Regions from separate parts of the Oryctolagus cuniculus genome. Here region 2 is linked to region 1. The links are chromatin contacts, called in public Micro-C maps. All regions are on one chromosome and are shown on one strand. Each heading gives the region's core, a stretch centred on a gene start, on an enhancer-like site or on the middle of the called end of the contact. The rest is flanking DNA. Distances are from core to core; before and after follow the strand shown. Region 1 holds the start of RASA3 (RAS p21 protein activator 3). Region 2 overlaps RASA3 (RAS p21 protein activator 3).

What was found. Hi-C and Micro-C count contacts between places; a contact is called where the count stands out from the background.
Region 2: a Micro-C map of ear pinna shows a contact between it and region 1, with 2.7 times the contacts expected there. The contact joins the enhancer-like site here to the promoter of RASA3 in region 1. A contact is called at or near these places in 2 of 6 Hi-C or Micro-C datasets (ear pinna and an unstated tissue).

The regions. Positions count from the first base shown.
Region 1 is chr9:181,238-185,913 of mOryCun1.1, reverse strand. It overlaps RASA3 (RAS p21 protein activator 3), which reads right to left and starts at 2,659. Exons shown (of 24, transcript XM_070048523.1): 1 at 2,505-2,659.
Region 2 is chr9:224,720-228,917 of mOryCun1.1, reverse strand. All of the region lies in intron 2 of RASA3 (RAS p21 protein activator 3), which reads right to left. Among named protein-coding and RNA genes, the nearest start is that of RASA3, 44 kb to the right of the region's middle. Within about 2 kb of position 2,842, at least 6 of the 8 cell types and tissues checked have an H3K27ac peak or open chromatin away from gene starts, as enhancers often do. A contact at or near this core is called in ear pinna, where this site is marked.

The DNA of each region.
Region 1 (4,676 bases), core at 1,410-3,909:
GTGCAAAGAAAGAGCTGAGCAAGATACGAATGCGGGCAGCAGGTTCTGCAGGACCAGGGCTCCAGCCAATGGCCAGAAAAACATCTACGTTTACTCTGCTTTCTTCTGTGTCATCTCATTGGCAAAGTGCGGAAGGGAAACGAAAGAGGAAGGCGAAAAAGGAAGGGATTCTTCCCATCTTCCCCAGCATTAGCCTCTGAATGAACCCAAGGAGCAGCACACAGTCCAAACCTGTTTAGAAAGCCAAGGCTCCCATTCCTAAAAAAGCTCTCCCCACCCCCCCCAAAGTTCTGTCCTTTCTTAAGGTGGCACCGTAGAGACACTGCTGATGTGTGACTGCGGGGACTGCTCTCCTCCCTGTCCTTTCCGGGGTGTTTATCTGAGCTGAGCAAGTTCCCCGGATGCAGAAGTCACCACCACCTCCTGCTGGAAAACCAGGCTGGGACGGGGGAGGAGCCTGCAGGGGTCACCCCGACAGTCACCGCAGGCTGCACGGGCACCCCGCGCACCCGAGGTGAACGCACAGCAAGAGGCCAGCTGCAGCCCCGCGGAACGCCAGAGGCTTCAGGCAGACGAGAAGACAGAGTCCAGGGTGGCCACAGACGGAGGACGGGGAAGGAAGGTGACGAGCTCTGCACACCACAGCCGGCTGGGGCGCCCCCAGCTCCCCGCTCACTGACGGGTCTTCCCAAGGGTGGGGGGACTTCTGCCAGTGGGAGTGCCAAACAAGGCTAAGCCCAGCCCACCCAGCCTGCCAGCAGAGTCCTCGGCCCAGGCCTCCTCTCAGCAACACACCTCCAACCATTTCTGCCTCAAACTTGGGGATGTGCCTCACCTCTGCATGCACAGCTGTGCTCCCCACGCACCCCTGCCCCCTAGCGAGACACAGACACCCCTCCTGTAGCCAGCCTCGCAGGGGGAGAGAGGGGCAGGTGCATGTGCACTGCTGCCAGGGCTCACAGCTGCTGCTCCCAGACACAAGGGGCAAGGGACACCAGAGGACCAAGTGACACCCAGTGCCCACATGGGACAAGAGGCAACCAACACCCCAGTCGCTGGGCACTGGGTTAAGCTTCCACTGTGTGGGGATTTCACAGCTTTTCAAAGTGTGCACAGTGGGGAGGGGGAGGCAGCCCAATCAGGCAGCTTCTCCCACAAACAGCACGGCAGGCCAGCAAAGCTGCGCCCTGGACATTCTGGAAAGAAGTGAATCTTCTGTTGAACTCTGCATGGGAATCCTTCCTTGAGGCTGAGGCTGAAGGGCAGGCGCCTTCCCCAGTCACCATCTCCCCAGAACCGCTCCCGCTCCCCGAGGGTGAGGAGACACAGCAGCCCCCACAATCCACTGGGCCCACTCACTGAGCAAAAGAACTGACCCAGGACTGGCCTCTGCCCTGCCCACGCGCTCAGACGCCCATCAGCTCCCCTGTGAGCAGAGGTCCCTTCCTGCTCCCATCACAGCTCACAGGCCGCCACTTCCTATCTGCAGTGCCCTGGGCCAAGGATCAAAACAGCGACCCCGCGATGATCTGTGCACCAAATAAAGCAGACAGGAAACACACTGATTCGTGTGGCTGGAATCCCTCGGGCAGCATCGAATGTCACTGGTGCCTGGCACAGCTCCTGGCGGCCCTTCCCCCCATGGGAATAGATCAGGATGTGGAGCACAGGGCAGTGGGGCAGAAGGACCTCCAGGCACCAGGACGGGACACTCTGGGTCGGTCCTGAGAACCCCATCCCACCCCTCATCGATGTCACTCCAGGAGACCACCGGGTTTGGGGGCTGGGGGAGCTATCACTGTCCCAAGGCAAAACAACGGCGGGAGCCTCTCCAGATAGAAGCAGGAAGTCCAGAGCCGGCCCTCCGCATGCTCCTCCCAGCCCACTCTGGGTTCCCTGGTCATTCCCTCCGCACTCCTGCTGCCCAGAGAAAAGCTGGTCCTGAATGGCAGGCCCTGTGACTGTGAGCTCCCACGGTCGGCTCTCAATGGAAGGGGGGAGGTGCTGGCGGTTTAGGTGGCTGTCAGGCCAGCTCCAGGCTGTCAGCCAGAGGCTACATCACCACACGCGCGCGCGCGCGCGCACACACACACACACACACACACACAGCAGCCAGCCGCCCGCCCACGCAAAGATGGAGCGGCGCATCCACAGCCCCCAGAAAGGAAGCTTCCGGGCCAAGTGGCAAGGGGAGACGCGAGACCCCAACCCAGTGAATTTGACCCCTGCAGTGCAGTTGTCCAGCCAGGCCCATGCTCGCGCATGCACGTGCACACACAGAGACACACACCCTGCACACACTCCACACACGGGCAGGCACGCCCCCTGACAGGCGACCCCCGCCCCGGCGTGGAGGAACCCGCCCGGCCCCGGCGAGGTGGGGGACGCGGCACTGGCCGCTCGGCTCTCCGGGAGCGCGCAGTCAGGAGGGCGCCTCCGCGGCGGACCCACCGGCCGAAAGCTGCGCAGGGTCGGCTCCCTGGGCGGCTGCCGCGGGCACTCACCGATCTTGATCCTCACGCTCTGGAAGACGCGTAACCCCTCTTCCTCCACCGCCATGCTGCGCCTGGGAGCCGCCGGCCCAGCGCCCGCGCCGCGCTCAGCGCCCCGCGTTCCGCGCTCCGTCGCGCTTTGCGGCCTCCCAGACCCAGCCGCCGGCACCGCCCACACGTCCACCCATTGGCTGAGGGCCGCGGCGAGGACTGGGGCTCCGCCCACGGCCCTGGCCCTGCTCCGCATTGGCCGATTTCCTGGGGGGCGGGGTTTGAGAGACTCCGCCCACATCCCAGCCGCAGCTTCCCATTGGTCCCGGCTCTGGGGGCGGGTGGGCCTAAGAGGCGGGATCGCTGGGGACCCGCCTGGCCAGGCGGGGCGACCTGAGGCGGCCTTGGCCCACCCGGCTCGGAGACCCTCCGGGCGGAAGAGAGCAACGGAGGTCGCCCGGGGCCCAGACCCGCTGTTGACATCCGCGAGGCTTCTGGAAGAAGAGAAATTAAAACATCAAACCGGGAAGGGAAAGCCCCGGGCCCAACCTCAACTGCCGGAGAGGCAAACCCCAAGCAAGAGCCAACGACCTGCGGGGGTCGAGGGGGAACCGGGGCCCTTGGGCGGCCCACAGGGAGCCCCAGCCTCCCTGGTGCGGCAGGGGCAGCCCCTTCCTCTCCGCGTCTCCTCCCCACCCCCAACCCCAGTGACCAGGCTGACCTCCACGCCCCCTCCTCTCTGGGACTCATGGCTCCTGACCGCGGTAGGGAGGTGCCCACCAGGAGCTGGGGGGTGCCCTCCACGGGTGTCCAACGGCCTACAGCGACCACCTCCCGATGCCACCGGCGCTTCTGCGGCACAGGTCAGCTGCTCCGGCCCATGGCCCAGGACCCGGGTGCTGCCACGCTGGGAGCAGAGACCCACAGCTGCCCTCAAGGCCTAGCCCAGAGCACATGTGCGCCTTCCTGAACCCACCCACACAACGGGATAGGGTCAGGCTGGGGTCACAGCTCACCCCAGATCTAGCGTTCGGGTCATCCCCGCCACACCGTTAGAACTGAGCGGCCCTGCTCCCCAGAGAAGAGGTCTGTGCTGGGCTCCGGGTGCCAGGGCAGGTGGAACAGGTGCTGGCCTCCTGCTGCCAGTGCCTGCGCTTCGGCAGTGCGTCAGAGGCAGCTCCAGGGCAGGGCCTCCCATTCCCTCCATACCCAAGATCCTTCCTCAGCAAAGCCTAGCTCCTTGGGCCACCAGCGTGCCGTTCGTGTTGGTCACTGGGTTTCTTTATTAGAACATATTCCCTTAGAACCCTGATAATAAACAGGAAAGTAGGGGGGGACTACAGCGAAAGGTGACAACAATGGCATCTCCAGTGTTTCCGTAACTCAGGGTTACGTTTGCTCTCTGGGATGTAATCTTACTTGTTCGCTTGTTTGAAAGGCAGAGAGAGAGAGAGAGGAAAGAGAGGTGTATTTACTGGTTCAGAGCTAGCCCAGGCTGAAGCCAGGAGCCAGGAGCTCCATCCTGCTCTCCCAAGTGCAGGGGCCCAAGTGCTTGGTCCATCATCTGCTGCCTTCCCAGAAGCTTCAGCAGGGAGCTGGATGGCAACAGGACTCGAACCAGCACTCCAATATGGGATGCCAGTGCCGCAGGTGACAGCCTCACCTGCTGTGCCACAGTGCTGGCCCCAAGATGGAGTCCTCAGCCAAACACCCTTGAGAACCAGCTCATCGGCAAGGCGCCATCTGGTAATTGCCAAAACAGCGTTATTAGATCAGTTATTATTTCCACCCGACCAGTCTGCTTTCAAAGAATCGCAGCAGCATAAAATGAATGGCCAGTGCACAGCAGATTAATTTTAAAGGGTACAAAGTAAGCACTGAAGGAAGCAGTCTTGGTATCAAGCATCTACAATGAGGGGCCTGCACTGTGGTGCAGCAGATTAAAGCCCAGGCCTGCAGTACCAGCATCCCATATGGGCGCCGGTTCGAGTCTCGGCTGCTCCACTTCCAATCCAGCTCTCTGCTGTGGCCTGGGAAAGTAGTAGAAGATGGCCCAAGTGCTTGGGTCCCTGCACCCATGTGGGAGACCCGGAAGAAGCTCCTGGATCCTGGCTTCAGATTGGCCCAGTTCCGGCCATTGTAGCCATTTGGGGAGTGAACCAGCGGATGGAAAATTCTCTCTCTCTCTCCCTC
Region 2 (4,198 bases), core at 1,593-4,092, 43 kb before region 1:
CAGATCCTTCTTCGTCAATGCCTCACCCCCACAGGACCCTGCGGGGCGCTGGGTTAACCGAGAGGACACCAGAAGTCCACACAGGGGCCGGGTCTGGGGCCTCCATGGAAAGCAGAGCCTGAGCCCTTACTGCCCATGGCTGTAACGGGGGCTTCCCTGAGGGCTCCATGTCCCCGGCCCAGCACCCACAGTGCCTGCCTGCGCTTCCTGCAGAGCTGAGGGCTCCCTGTCCCCGGCCCAGCACCCACAGTGCCTGCCTGTGCTTTCTGTAGAGGCAGCTTCATCTGGGAGCTGGCAAGACACAGAGAGGCCTCCCACTCGGGCACCTGGTGAACAGTGCTGGGAAGGTGACAAGCAGGGATCCAGGGACTGGACGCGTCAGTGCACACGGGGCACCGGCCAGGGTGCATCACTCAGGCCCTACCTTCCCCCACCATTCCTGGTCCTCTGCCCGCCCCCACACATCTGGTTCCATGAGTTTGCTCATAATTAGATGCATGTGCCAATTTCTGTAACTTGCCTGTGTCTTCTCCTTTACAACCTGAACTTTGTTTGCTTTTTAAGGACACGTTCATTGGAGAGAAGGCTTCCTTTTACTTTAACTTAAAGTAAGAGGCTGCTTTTGCTTTGAAGAACAAAAATCTATCGAGGAGGAAGCTTCAGTCGTAAAGGCAAGATCAGACCCATGGAGATGGCTGACAAAGCCCATGCACGCATCTGTGAGGAGGAGGAGGAAGAGGAGCTGCGGCCATGAGGGGGTGGGGGAGGCACAGCCCGGAGCACTGTGGAAGCTTGTGGCCGTGCCGCACACAGCAGCACTCCTCGTGGTGCCCATGAGACCCAGCCGTTCCCTCCCAGTGTGCACGTTCCACAGAAAGCACGGCACCCCCCGTGGGATGCAGGCCAGGAAGGGTAAGGGGGAGGTGACATTCCCACCCTGAGAGCAGCACAGTAAAGCCACAGCACATGACAAGGTAGAGCAGCTACACAGCCAAGGCTACTGTCTAAAAACCAAAACATCTCGCAGACACACAGAGAAGTCAGGAAGGAATGCAGAGGACACGCGCCCTCCCCCACCCCCCCACCTGCTTTTCCTATGGCAGCCACGTACAAGAAGAAACAGGTGTTCGTGTAGATACGCACACCTGTCTTTCAAAATGCAAGTGGGATCGCAGAACGCACCCTGCCTTCAGTCAGCTTGTCCATCCCACATCAGACTACATCAAAACACGCCAACGACACAGACCCCTGCCGCTCCCACCTTCCACAGGCACAAACCACCCTGGAACGAACGTCCTTGTGGGTGCAGCCGACTGACCACTCCCAGAGGAGACCCCCAGGGGTGCTGCTTATGGGGGAAGAGCCCACCATGTAAGGCCTCAGCCAAGCTCTGACTACTGACCTACTGGCACCCCATACACACTCGGTCTTGTGAAAACTTTTAAACTTTGAAAAATTCATTGCAAAAAAAAACTATTTAATTCAAAGTTTTTGAAATCCTGCTGAGGTTGGGTATCCGACATCAATGTGCAAATTTTATTTATCACTATTACCTGTTTCAAAGGCAGAGAGAGATCTTCCAACCATGGTTCCCTCCCTAAATGCCCAGAATAGCCAGTACTGGGCCAGCTGAAGCTTGGGCTGGGAACTCCATTCGGGTCTCCCATGCGGGTAGCAGGGACCCAGCTGCTTGAGCCACCACGCTGTGTCCCAGGGTCAATATTAGCAGGGAGCTAGAATAGGGAAGAGCCGAGACTTGAACCCAGGCATTGCACTGTGGGATGCTGGCATCCCAAGTGTAAATTTATAAGCTTGTTAGAATTTCACCTTCTCTTGAAATGCCCTTGGCTTATTTTCTACTACAGCATCCCTCTTTTCATATTCTTATACTCAGGATATTAATCCACTTGGGAATTCTGAATTTGTGTTGCGAATTGTTAATGTCACTAATTCACAACATACAAAGAACACCTTTTTTAACTAAAACACCACATATTTGTTAACAGCTTTGTCATCAGTGGCATGTAAGATGTGTGACCAGCAATTCTGAATTGGGCTCCCTGGAACACAATGCCTGAGACAGGACAGATCCAGAGCCTTGGCCACATCAGCTCTCAGGCAGAACGCGGCAGGACCGGTGGCCAGGAGGACTGGCAGGAAGTGGCCCTGGTGTAACCACTGGATGTGCAGCAGAGTCCAGGGCCATGTGGTGGGGTGGACCACACCCTAGGGTCGGGCAGGGAGAGCTGCCTGCCCTCCTCACATCAGCAGGAGCGCCTGTCCCTGCCTGAGTTCTTTTAAAGGAAGAGGAAACCGGCTGAGCGTGGGGCCGTGCCTCCCACGGCCTGTGCAGACAATGTCTTCCTTCTGCTGGACTCGGGGACACACAGCCCTGGGCACTTCCCCTTCCGTTAGCAGCCAGCCCCGTGGTGTCTGCACACAGGCACAGCCTTGTCCAGGCTGCGGTCAGCGTGCCAGAAGCGTGATTAATGCCCAGCCAGGCAGCCCCTCCCAGCTACGGGGGTCCAGAACCCGCTGCAAAGAGAGGAAGAGCGAGCCGCCTCCGAGAACCAGGCCTCTCCCGAGCCGCTCCTTGCCGGTGGTTACTGAAGACGCTCAGATGAAGCTCCACAGACTCAAGTGAACCTTCCCGAGGGAGGAGGCAGCAGCTTCTCGCAGAGAACAGAGCGGGGCTGCGCCGAGGGGAAGTCGGCCAAGGGCGGGCGGGAGTCACTTCCCTGCATCTGCCAGTGGCTGCCCCGGCCCCGCCACACCCGCTGCTGGTCTCGTGACGACGAGCAACGGCCAGCCTGGAGAAGACAGGCAGGGCTGGCTCCAGCAAAAATGTCCACTTCCCAGCAGTGGGGGCAGCCTTGGTAGAGGGAGGAGCCGAAAGCTGAGAGCAGAGAGGCCTGGCCTGCGTGAGACGAGGCCCAGTGCCCGGCCGAGCACCGAGCACCGGCTCTCTGAAAGGAGCCAGCCTCCTTCAGGACAGTTCCCCACGGCTCCAGAATGTGTTGTGTGCCCTGAGTTCTGACAGCTGGGTCGGAATTCCTCTGAACAACACTGTACGACGGGGAGGGTGTGGGCTGGGGGGGAGTCGGGGCCTGCACCGCCCGTGTCCAAGGATAACTGGCCACTCCTGCTTGGGACAGCCTGCAGCCTGTTCTGAGCCGGAGCAAACCTCGGACTCTGTGAGCCTGCTGCCATCCTCCCAGCACCAGGCAGGGACAGGAGAGAAACCTTCATGGCTCCTTAGCAGCTCTCTTAAACTGTGGAACCCCCTCCGGGGGCCCAGCCCCCAGAACTGTCACACATCACCCCGACCGTGCCCCAGCAAGTGTCCTGGGAGAAGGGGCAGCTGTGCAGGAGAAATCAACCACCCAGGAAGGATGAGGCGGGAAGCCGCACACGCAGGTCCCTGTCAGACCAAGGGCCCAGCTCCATGCCAGTGCCACGCCAGCACCATGTCAACACCACCGGCACTGCTCCTACACATCTGGAGTGCTAACCTTCTCCTGGGGTAAAAGGAAAGCCAAGCTCAGGCCACAATTTCCTGTCTGCCCCTCCCCCTGGGTTTTGGCAGGACCGGGTGCACAACACCTCAGTGTGGTTTAAGCTAGGTGGGGTTGTTTATTTGAATTTTCAAACCAAACACAAAGACTCAGTGAGAAAAGTGGGCTGGCTAGGGTAAGACACAGTTTGGCCCTGGACTTGGCCAGCTCCAGCCCAAAGATAAGGCAGGGATGTGGGGACTGCCCAGCTCTACCCATGAGGCACCGGAGGTGTGCACTGGATACCTGGAGTGTTAGCATGGACCAGCAGGGCCAGGCCAGCAGCAAGCTGGCTCCAGGAAAGCTTCCTTGCCCAGCTCTAAGACTCACCAGTCCCCGTGGGAAGTTGCCTCACTGCCGAGACTCAGTGTCCCCACTGTACAATGGCCCATGTCCACCTGTACAGACTGGCCGATGCCAAGATGGCACCCAGATGCTGGGGCCAGGGGACCCCTCTCAGTGCACACTCAAACACACACCCCACCCCCAGAGAGGGACCCCTTTGCCCTGACCTCTACACACACACACACACACATCAACCCCCACAGCCCCAGAGAGGGACCCCCTTGCACTGGCCTCTACACACACACACACACACACACACACACACACCACCCCCCACCCCCCAGAGAGGTACCCCGTGC